Linked DNA regions of Mus musculus: region 1 is linked to region 2. Evidence: chromatin contacts called from public Hi-C data. All regions are on one chromosome and are shown on one strand. Each heading gives the region's core, a stretch centred on a gene start, on an enhancer-like site or on the middle of the called end of the contact. The rest is flanking DNA. Distances are from core to core; before and after follow the strand shown. Region 1 overlaps Hs3st1 (heparan sulfate (glucosamine) 3-O-sulfotransferase 1). Region 2 overlaps 4930513D17Rik (RIKEN cDNA 4930513D17 gene).

Region 1 (4,118 bases), core at 27-2,526, 91 kb before region 2:
AACGTAAACCACTTCTCTCTTCCTTGGCTATTCACTCATAATTTCAATTTATACAATTCTCTTTGCGCATTTATTTAATATTAAATCTATTTCAGGAGATGGAGTTATAGAGTATGGGGAATTTGCCAAAAGACGCCCCTATAGCCCAGCAGACTATTGTTGGTACATAATAACTGTTGAATGAAAACACCAGAGAACCTGCTACCCGCCTTTTCAGTCTTCATGATTAAGTGCAATGATGCATTTAATGGTGATTTTAATGACAGTCCATTTAATTAGTTGGAGCATTTAATGCATATAGTAGGTGTGTAAATGTTCTCTCTTCTTGTTCTGTTTTGCCTTTAAAAAGTGAAAGTATTAATGAGCTTCCAAGTTGGGCAGCTGGTGTGTCCACTGAAATCCCTCCCCACTTCATTTTCTGTAGTCTAATAAAGGGAGCCCTGTGATTTTCGCCACATGGATCAGGGCCATGAGTATCCCCACATCTAGGGCACATTGCCTCTTGTTCCAGAGCCTCTTTGCCTTTTGTCTTCAATGTCACTCTGGGTCATCCTTACGTTCTTTCTGGGTGATTCCCTGATACATCCATATCCCATGGCAAATCATGTCCTGGGTGGAGACCAGCACAGATTTCTTTTCCAGGTACATGATGGCCCTATGCTTTGGTTCTTAGGGAGGGAGGACCTGTGAATTTAGGAGCCATCTCCTGTTTGCTACATTGGGGTGTGTTTGGTTTCCCTTCAGGCTGCGACCTGATCTGCTTAAAACAGTGGTTGCTGCTCTCTTACAGGAGCCCTGAGAGACTTGAGTGTGCAGGGCCCTGTCGTCAGCCTCCATGAAGCAAGCAACTCAAATCAGAGATCGTGAGAAGTAGGCTGTCACCTCACGCTTAAGTGACTTGAATAAGCGAGACACATCTCCTGGACTGGGAAAGCGCTAGTCTTCCAGAGGATGTGGTTATAACCACTGTTGACTTGGCTATGTCCCTGAGGACTTGGGTCCCAGACAACAGGACAACTAATTCTGCATGTTGCTTGGTGCCTTGCCCTAAGTCCTGGTGCAACAGTGCAATAGAGAATGAAATGTATGTAGATGGATTTGCTGAGCGAGGTTCAAGGGACGGATGTGGTCCTTGTAGTTGGGAAGTGAAAGTACTATTATTATGAATTCGAAGTTCACTTATTATAAATAGAAACATCAGCTTTGAGGGCAAGCTCATGTGTGAGTTCAGAAGCACAGCTGCCCCTTGTTGTCTAAGGAAGTTAACTCAGCCTGTGTAGGTAGCCCTTCCGTAGTCAAGGTCCTTGCTTCCCCTTCTCTGCCTTTGGCTGGGATCCCTCACCAGAGCCTTTCTGTGAAAGAGCTCTCCTGGGGTTCAAGTCTCTTGTTTCTAGGACACCATTATTTTTGAGTCTTGCAGTCTGAGCCCGCTCATACTGATCCCCATTCTCAGTCTCAGCTTTGTCACATACATCCCAAATGAAGCTATGGAAGAGCCTTGGGTTGACATCAGGCCACGTGGTAGGAATCTGGTCGCAGGGCTTACTAGGGTTGGGCCTAACTGGCTTAGACAGGCCAGTGCGTGAGGTTATTGTTACCTGCTCTCTTTCCTTACCTGAGTAGATTTTAAGGTCCATTATAAAGACCAGGCTAGGAAACTTTGTGTCCTGTAGTCTGCCTTTTTTTTTTTCTTTCTGTTATTGTTTTCTCTGTAAGGAAAAATATGCAACATTTTTGTATTGAGGGGGGAACCTTTTCTCTCAAGTGTAAGTGTTTGGACTGTTGCAATTTCCTATCATTCTTAGGACAGTTATTTAAGGGGACAGATATAGCTCTTTCAAAATCTAGATTATTGTTATCATTTTTGTCCAGGTTACAGCAGAGTATATGCCATCAAGTTCCTGTATATGGAAAGTCTTTGCATCAGGAAAGTCAGGGTGGATTTTATAATAGTGCACTGAATTCTCATGTTCTCTCAAGTAGAGCCGCAGAGTGGCCTTTCTCCCTCTCTAAATGGAAAACTGACACCCTGAAGGAAAAGTATGGCCTCCAAGGAGACAGACCTGAGGCAGGATTTATTTTCTTTACCTGTTTCCCTATCCCTGTGCTGTGGCATGGACCTCAGTCAAAAGTGCTGACCTCTGTTCTTGTTTTCCAAGGCCTCCAAATCATCTTCGGTGTCTTCTGCAAGAAGCACACTGCAAACTTCTTTCAGTTGCTCATGTCATATCAGTTCCAGTCGTTTACCTCTGGTTGTGGAAGTGGCTGTTTCTCTGTCCATAATATCCTTGCACAGTGGGCCCTTGGGGAAGAGACATTCAAATGCATCCTGTCCATAACAGCGTACTGCAGTCTCATCTTACTTCATTCTTGTAATGACTAAACATCCTTTAATAGGCTGTTCTTTAGCCTATTTCATCTACTCCATACCAGATCTTTAGTTCCATTAATATTCATTGAATAAGTAGTATCAACTGTGATCTGAAAACAGTAGATTTCCCTATTAATTGTGATTTCTCTATTAAAAACAGTTCCCTTCCTCCCCCACTCTTTATCAAGAATACCTTAGCAACTTGCAAATTTGAAATGTGTTGTTGCATTTAACATGTGTGTGTTAGACTGATGGTAAGTGATAAGGGTTTATGGCTAACCCCTTGTCCTGTTTGGAATCTGAGGTAACTACTATGACACAAGAAAACGTGTCTTAATTTTCTGAATGTTTCTCTTTTAAGATGTCCTAATTACTTCCCTGTTCAAGTGAGGTCTACAATATTCCCAAGTCTTGAGCAAGGTCACAAAGAACTCAGAGCACAAAGCTGAACTGGGCCCCAGCTTCTTACAGTAGCTTGACCTGGATCCATTTCTGTGCACAGGTCCTTTCAAGCAAGGGAGTCTTTGTAGGGACCTGTTGTACGTGCCTGGGATTATCTAGGCTAGTTACTTAGACCATCTGAATAGAGCCTTTATCTGCTATAATGGAAGACAGAAGTCAGAGAGTAACAATGGCTGACATTTCGTGAGGGTTTTCTCTATGCCAGTTCGCCTCTTTAGCCCTTTCTATACTAACACTTCCTTTGGTTTCCAGACAACCCTACAAAGTCTGTGCTGTTGCAATCTTCACATCTCAGATTAGACAATGAGGCACACAGATCACAGGATTTGATCTGGGCTACACAGGAGAAGGTCTGTGGAGCTAGGGTTCAAAGCCAAACTCTTAACTCCGCAAACCTTCCCATTGTGAGTGCCGGATTCGGATTCATTTGGCTGATGCTAGGAAGTTTCCTGTTGATGCCAAGAGATTCAAATGCTTTATCTAAGTAAAAACAAATCATATTTTAAAGGTATAAAACACAAGTCAATCATTTTGTATTCACATTCGGAAAGAAGGCAAGATGGGGATCCTAGTGATCTTTCTTGACAGGTGCCATCAGATTTGATCTGAAGATAGTGAAATTAGAGTAAGAAATAATAAAGGACCTCCACCAGACTCTCATCAAGGGCAGCATATCTGGATAGATGACATAGCTTTTAGATGAGCAAGATAACAAAACAGGTGTCCCTTATTTGTCATAGAATCATTATGGAAAAATTGAAGTTCAAATCAGAGAAGATTGAGGCACTAATTCGTTTTGTGGCACAGGCTGATAATCATAACAAAGGCATGTTGACCTTAAATAGCATTTAAATGTTGTTTTGGTTTGTTTGGTTTTTGTTTTTAAGTATAATTCCCCATGGTTTGTGTGTGTTTATGGATATGTGTATGTGGCAGCAGAGGGCAAAGAGAATGTTGTTCCATTAAGCATCATAGATATATTCAGAAAAAGATGTGGTCACTCTGATATCGGTGCCTGCTGTGGTGCCAGGCCTTACAATAATTATTTTCACTCCAGCTTTGTTCCTCAGTTTCTCATGGGCATGGATGTGCCTTAAAATCTCTCTCTCTCTCTGTCTCCCTCCCTCCCCCTCTCTCTCTCTTCCCGTCTCCCTCTCTCTTTGTGTCTGTCTGTCTGTCTGTCTATGTCTCTTTCTTTCTCTATGTGTACATCTATATGGTATGTATGCATATGATGTCTCTCTGTGAATCTATGACTATGCTGTGTATGCATATGACATCTCTT
Region 2 (4,361 bases), core at 925-3,424:
ATAGGAAAATTTTGGGATAGCATTTGAAATGTATATAAAGAAAATATCTAATAAAAATAAATCTTGCATGGTAAGAGAGAGAGAGAGAGAGAGAGAGAGAGAGAGAGATTATAATGTGTACCCTTTCAGAATGTGTTACCTATTGCAGAACCAATTCATTTTTTGGGTAAGATAATATTTTCCAATAGCAAAATCCAACTTAAAGTAGCTGAGAGTAAAAGATTTATTATAGCACTATGGGTTTATAGAAACTAAAGTCCAAATGGAGGCTCAAACGAGGAGACAGTGGACTCAAAAGTCACTGTGGTGGTTTGAAAAGGAATGCCCCTCATAGGTTCATATATTTGACTGCTTGGTCACTAGGGAATGGAGATACTCAATAGGGATTAAAAGGTGTGCCCTTGTTGGGGTAGTTGTGGCCTTGTTAAAGGAAGGGTGTCACTGGAATTGGGCTTTGAGATTTCAGGAGTCTAAGCCTGGCCCAGTGTCCCCTATTCTTCTGTCTGCTGATTTGGATGCAGAATTCTCAGTTACCTCTGTAGCACCATGTCTGCCTGCATACCAGTATGATTCCCTCCATGATCATAATGGACTAAACCACTGAACTGTAATCTAGCCCCAGTTAAATGCTTTTCTTTCTGTCAGGGTGTCTCTTCACAGCAATAGAACAATGACGAAGGCAAACAATATACAGGCAAACAATCAATAGAGTAGATATAGACAATCAATTTGTTCTTGGTTTACTTTCCTTTGGCTAATAGAAATTTCAACCAGTTTAGTTAAGAACTTATTTAATCTACAACAGATAGGTTTTGGTGGTCCATTGTTTGAAACATTCTTGTCCCGAGAAATGTAGACTAGAACTAGAATGTATAATGGGCCTCTCCCAGATCAACCATATTAGTTGAGTATAGAGAAGAGAAAATTTTAATTTATAAACATGTCAGAGGGAGGGAATAGATGCCAGGAAAGGAATATTATGTTAAAAATGAATAGTTTTGTATAATACATTGTGGTAATATTTCTAAGGCAGAATTGAAAAAGTTTTCAGTCTATTTTACTTGACTTTTCAACAATAGCACAATTAATTGAATTACATTGAATAGAATTACTATTGCTTTTAAACTCTTTTTCTGTTTGTACTCTGTTTCCTCTGCAAACTTGTAATTGAATAATTAACTCTTTGTGCCCCCCTCTTCCCAGCCCCATTCTTTTTTTTTTTTTCCCTCTTTGCATATTTTATTCTAAATGTCCTTATGGAGCACCAGTTTCGCAAATAGTGCTCTCTCAGGACCCTATCTTGATTTCTAAGGCCTACATGGTAGTCTCAACCTTCCCACGTCATCTTCACAGGTTTCTGGAGCCAAACATAAAAGCTTCTCTTTGCACCTTGCTCCTCAGCCACCCTCCTCTCACTTGGTGCTTGATGCAGCTCCTTTGCAGAAATAGCACAATGGAAGGTGACATTTTATTGAGATGTCTGCCTCTAGTAATTCTAGAAAGGTAAAGGCGAATTTCATTCACTCACAGAATACTTGGGGATCAAACTCTAAGCAAATGCCAAACAAGTAGGTTTTGTAAGATCTTTCCCATGTATTTGTCATTTCAAAGCTGAAATGTTGGTTGAGAGTGTAAATAAATTTAAGAAGTGATGCCTAGGTGCTCTCATGTCATCTGTACCTTTCTATGAAACTATCTATTCAGATATTGGGCTGCAATATTCACAGGTACTGACAAACAGACCAGGAATTTAAGGTGTTGTCTATCCTATTGTGAAGGCCATAAGTTCACAAACATTGAGGGAGTACTGGAAGCAGGAAATTAACAGAAGCAGCCAGCAAAGGTTTGGTTGTAAATGTCTTCCAGCCCCTGCATCATGCACAGCTGGAGCTCAGTGCTGCGAGTGAAACAGATACTGAGCCACTGTAACTCATAAAGTCCTAACTTCGTCATGCTCTACAATGATGCACACACACACACACACACACACACACACACACACACACACACACAAAACCATCATGAGAATGAAGAGGTAGGGCCCTTCCTGGGGTCGAAATTTGGATTTGGGAAGGACTATTTTGGAAAATATTTTGGGGAGTTCTTTATGCAAGAGAGTTCAGAAAATAGATATATTATTTGGGAACAGAAAGTGAGTTTCTACTGTGAGAAGTAAATATTAATGCTCAGATTACACTATTGGCATGTAATCGTGGCATGGCTAGTGGAAAGTATAGCAGAAACCGCTTTCCTCGGCTCAATGAAATAGCCAGAATGATGAGGCCATGGGATACGTCTTTTAAAAAAGGGACTATCAATCTTCTAAAGGAGTCCTCAGGTAACTTTATGAAAAATCTTACCCTTTTTATCACAGTTATGAAGATGATGAACATGATATGGGTGATTCAGTCAAAGATGTTCATCGCTGTAATGCTGGTGGATAATTACTTCTGCATTTTGTGAAGATCAGTTCCAAAGCATAGCTTAAGAATCACTTCCAGGGACTAAACCACATACCAAAGAGTACACATGGAGGGACACATAGCTCCAGCTGCATAAGTAGCAGAAGATGGCCTTGTCAGTCATCAATGGGAAGAGAGCCCCTTGGTCCTATGAAGGGTTGATGCTCGAGTGTAGGGGAATGCAGGGCCAGGAAGCAGAGGTGGGTGTGTTGGTAAGCAGGAGGAGGTGAAAGGGGATAGGGGGCTTGGGAGCAGGGAACCAGGAAAGGGGATAACATTTGAAATGTAAATAAAGAAAATATCTAATAATAAAAAAGAAAAAAAAAGAATGTGTGCTTTGAGGTAGATACATTTCAAGTTCCAACCATCTGGTTATCAGGTATCTGAACTTGCATGAATATGATGGGGCTTTTGGGATCTCTAATGCCATTGTGTGACTATCATATCTGACAGAGTGGTGAGGCTAAAATTATGAAGCTCTAGTCAAACCTAGGATCAAATATTTTAGGAACTCAGCTACTGTTATTTATTATGTGCTGTAAAATTCCATGCTTAGAATAAATCTTAGTGCATTCATTTCTAATACCATAGGCAATTTAGTGTTCTACTTTGAGCTGTTCTTTTGTGAGAAGAAATTTTCATGATATAATATTCAGATTCAGATATTGTTGGTAGCTAAAAATAAAAGGCTATGTGTAATCAACCCTCTTTGTTGACATTTAGGCTCTTTGAACATTTTTGCAATTACAAATAATTTTGTGATGAATGTTTATAACTAATCTCTTTTTAAGAACATTTCTGAAATGAAAGTATTGAATTAAATATTACAGATATGCATAAAGCATATGATACATGTTGCTAGATTGCTTTCCCAAGAGGTTGCATCAATTTATACAAAATTACTAATGCATGAAAGTTAGTCCTCCCTTTGTATACTTGAAAATTCATACTACCCTTTTAAAGTATCTTTGAACATTTGATATTAAGCAATGTGGTTTCTTTGTGATGATTTTAATTTTTCCTAATTTTCCTTTGATTACTAGGAATTTTGAACATTTATCTGATGCCTTAGTAATAAATCCATTTCCTCCATGGAAAAGATGGTCTTTACTCATTTATGCATGGACAGTGAAGTTCTTCTCTTCTTGATGTAAGTGTGCTATATGTTATTATTGATAATGTATTGGATTCTGTTTTGAACACCGTTAAAAATTTTCCAATATTGAATTTATTTAGCCCTTTTATATACACAACTCTTTTCATTTTATTGTTGAATTAACATGTCAAATATGAATGTCTTGGTCCATTGTGCTTCTATACCTATCATTCATATGTATATGTATATGTATATATATATATATATATATATATATATATATATATATATATATATATATATTCTTTTCATCAGAACCACCCATATGGAAGTCTTTGTAGATTTATGACATTTTAGTACCTGACAAAATTACTTCTCTAAATTATATTACTGTTTTAAAACAATTCGTCATTATTGTTATATTCTAATATTCTATGGGATAAATTTGGATTAATCTTTTTTATTTAAGTAGACAATCTACTGGGATTTTAACAGAAATTGAATTCTTCTTTTAAGCTATCTAAAAAGAAATAATAGTTTCAGTGTTCTCATCTTGATATATGTTTTCTATTCTGGTCATTCAAGTGTTAGTTTAGATTTCTCAATATATGTTGAGGTTTTCACACAACTCGCCTAACACATTTCTTGTTGGAAATATATCCAAATAATTTAGTCTTAAGTTGTAATTAAAAGGATATTTCCTAAATAAAAAAAAGTATCTACTTTCTTCACTATGTAAATATATAGTCTGTTCAGTTTACCAAACTCTCATTGTTTGTTTTGGTTGATATCTCCATGTTCCC

The links. Hi-C and Micro-C count contacts between places; a contact is called where the count stands out from the background.
Region 1: a contact with region 2 is called in a Hi-C map of pre-pro-B cells, with 2.4 times the contacts expected there. The contact joins two enhancer-like sites. A contact is called at or near these places in 2 of 484 Hi-C or Micro-C datasets (granulosa cells and pre-pro-B cells) and 1 of 9 other capture datasets (pancreatic islet).

Annotation. Positions count from the first base shown.
Region 1 is chr5:39,628,044-39,632,161 of GRCm38.p6, reverse strand. The region is part of intron 1 of Hs3st1 (heparan sulfate (glucosamine) 3-O-sulfotransferase 1); the gene reads left to right. Among named protein-coding and RNA genes, the nearest start is that of Hs3st1, 15 kb to the left of the region's middle. Within about 2 kb of position 1,276, at least 42 of the 459 cell types and tissues checked have an H3K27ac peak or open chromatin away from gene starts, as enhancers often do. A contact at or near this core is called in pre-pro-B cells, where this site is marked.
Region 2 is chr5:39,538,129-39,542,489 of GRCm38.p6, reverse strand. 4930513D17Rik (RIKEN cDNA 4930513D17 gene) reads left to right here. Exons shown (of 6, transcript NR_045416.1): 2 at 3,506-3,612. Among named protein-coding and RNA genes, the nearest start is that of Gm25377, 19 kb to the right of the region's middle. Within about 2 kb of position 2,174, at least 3 of the 459 cell types and tissues checked have an H3K27ac peak or open chromatin away from gene starts, as enhancers often do. A contact at or near this core is called in pre-pro-B cells, where this site is marked.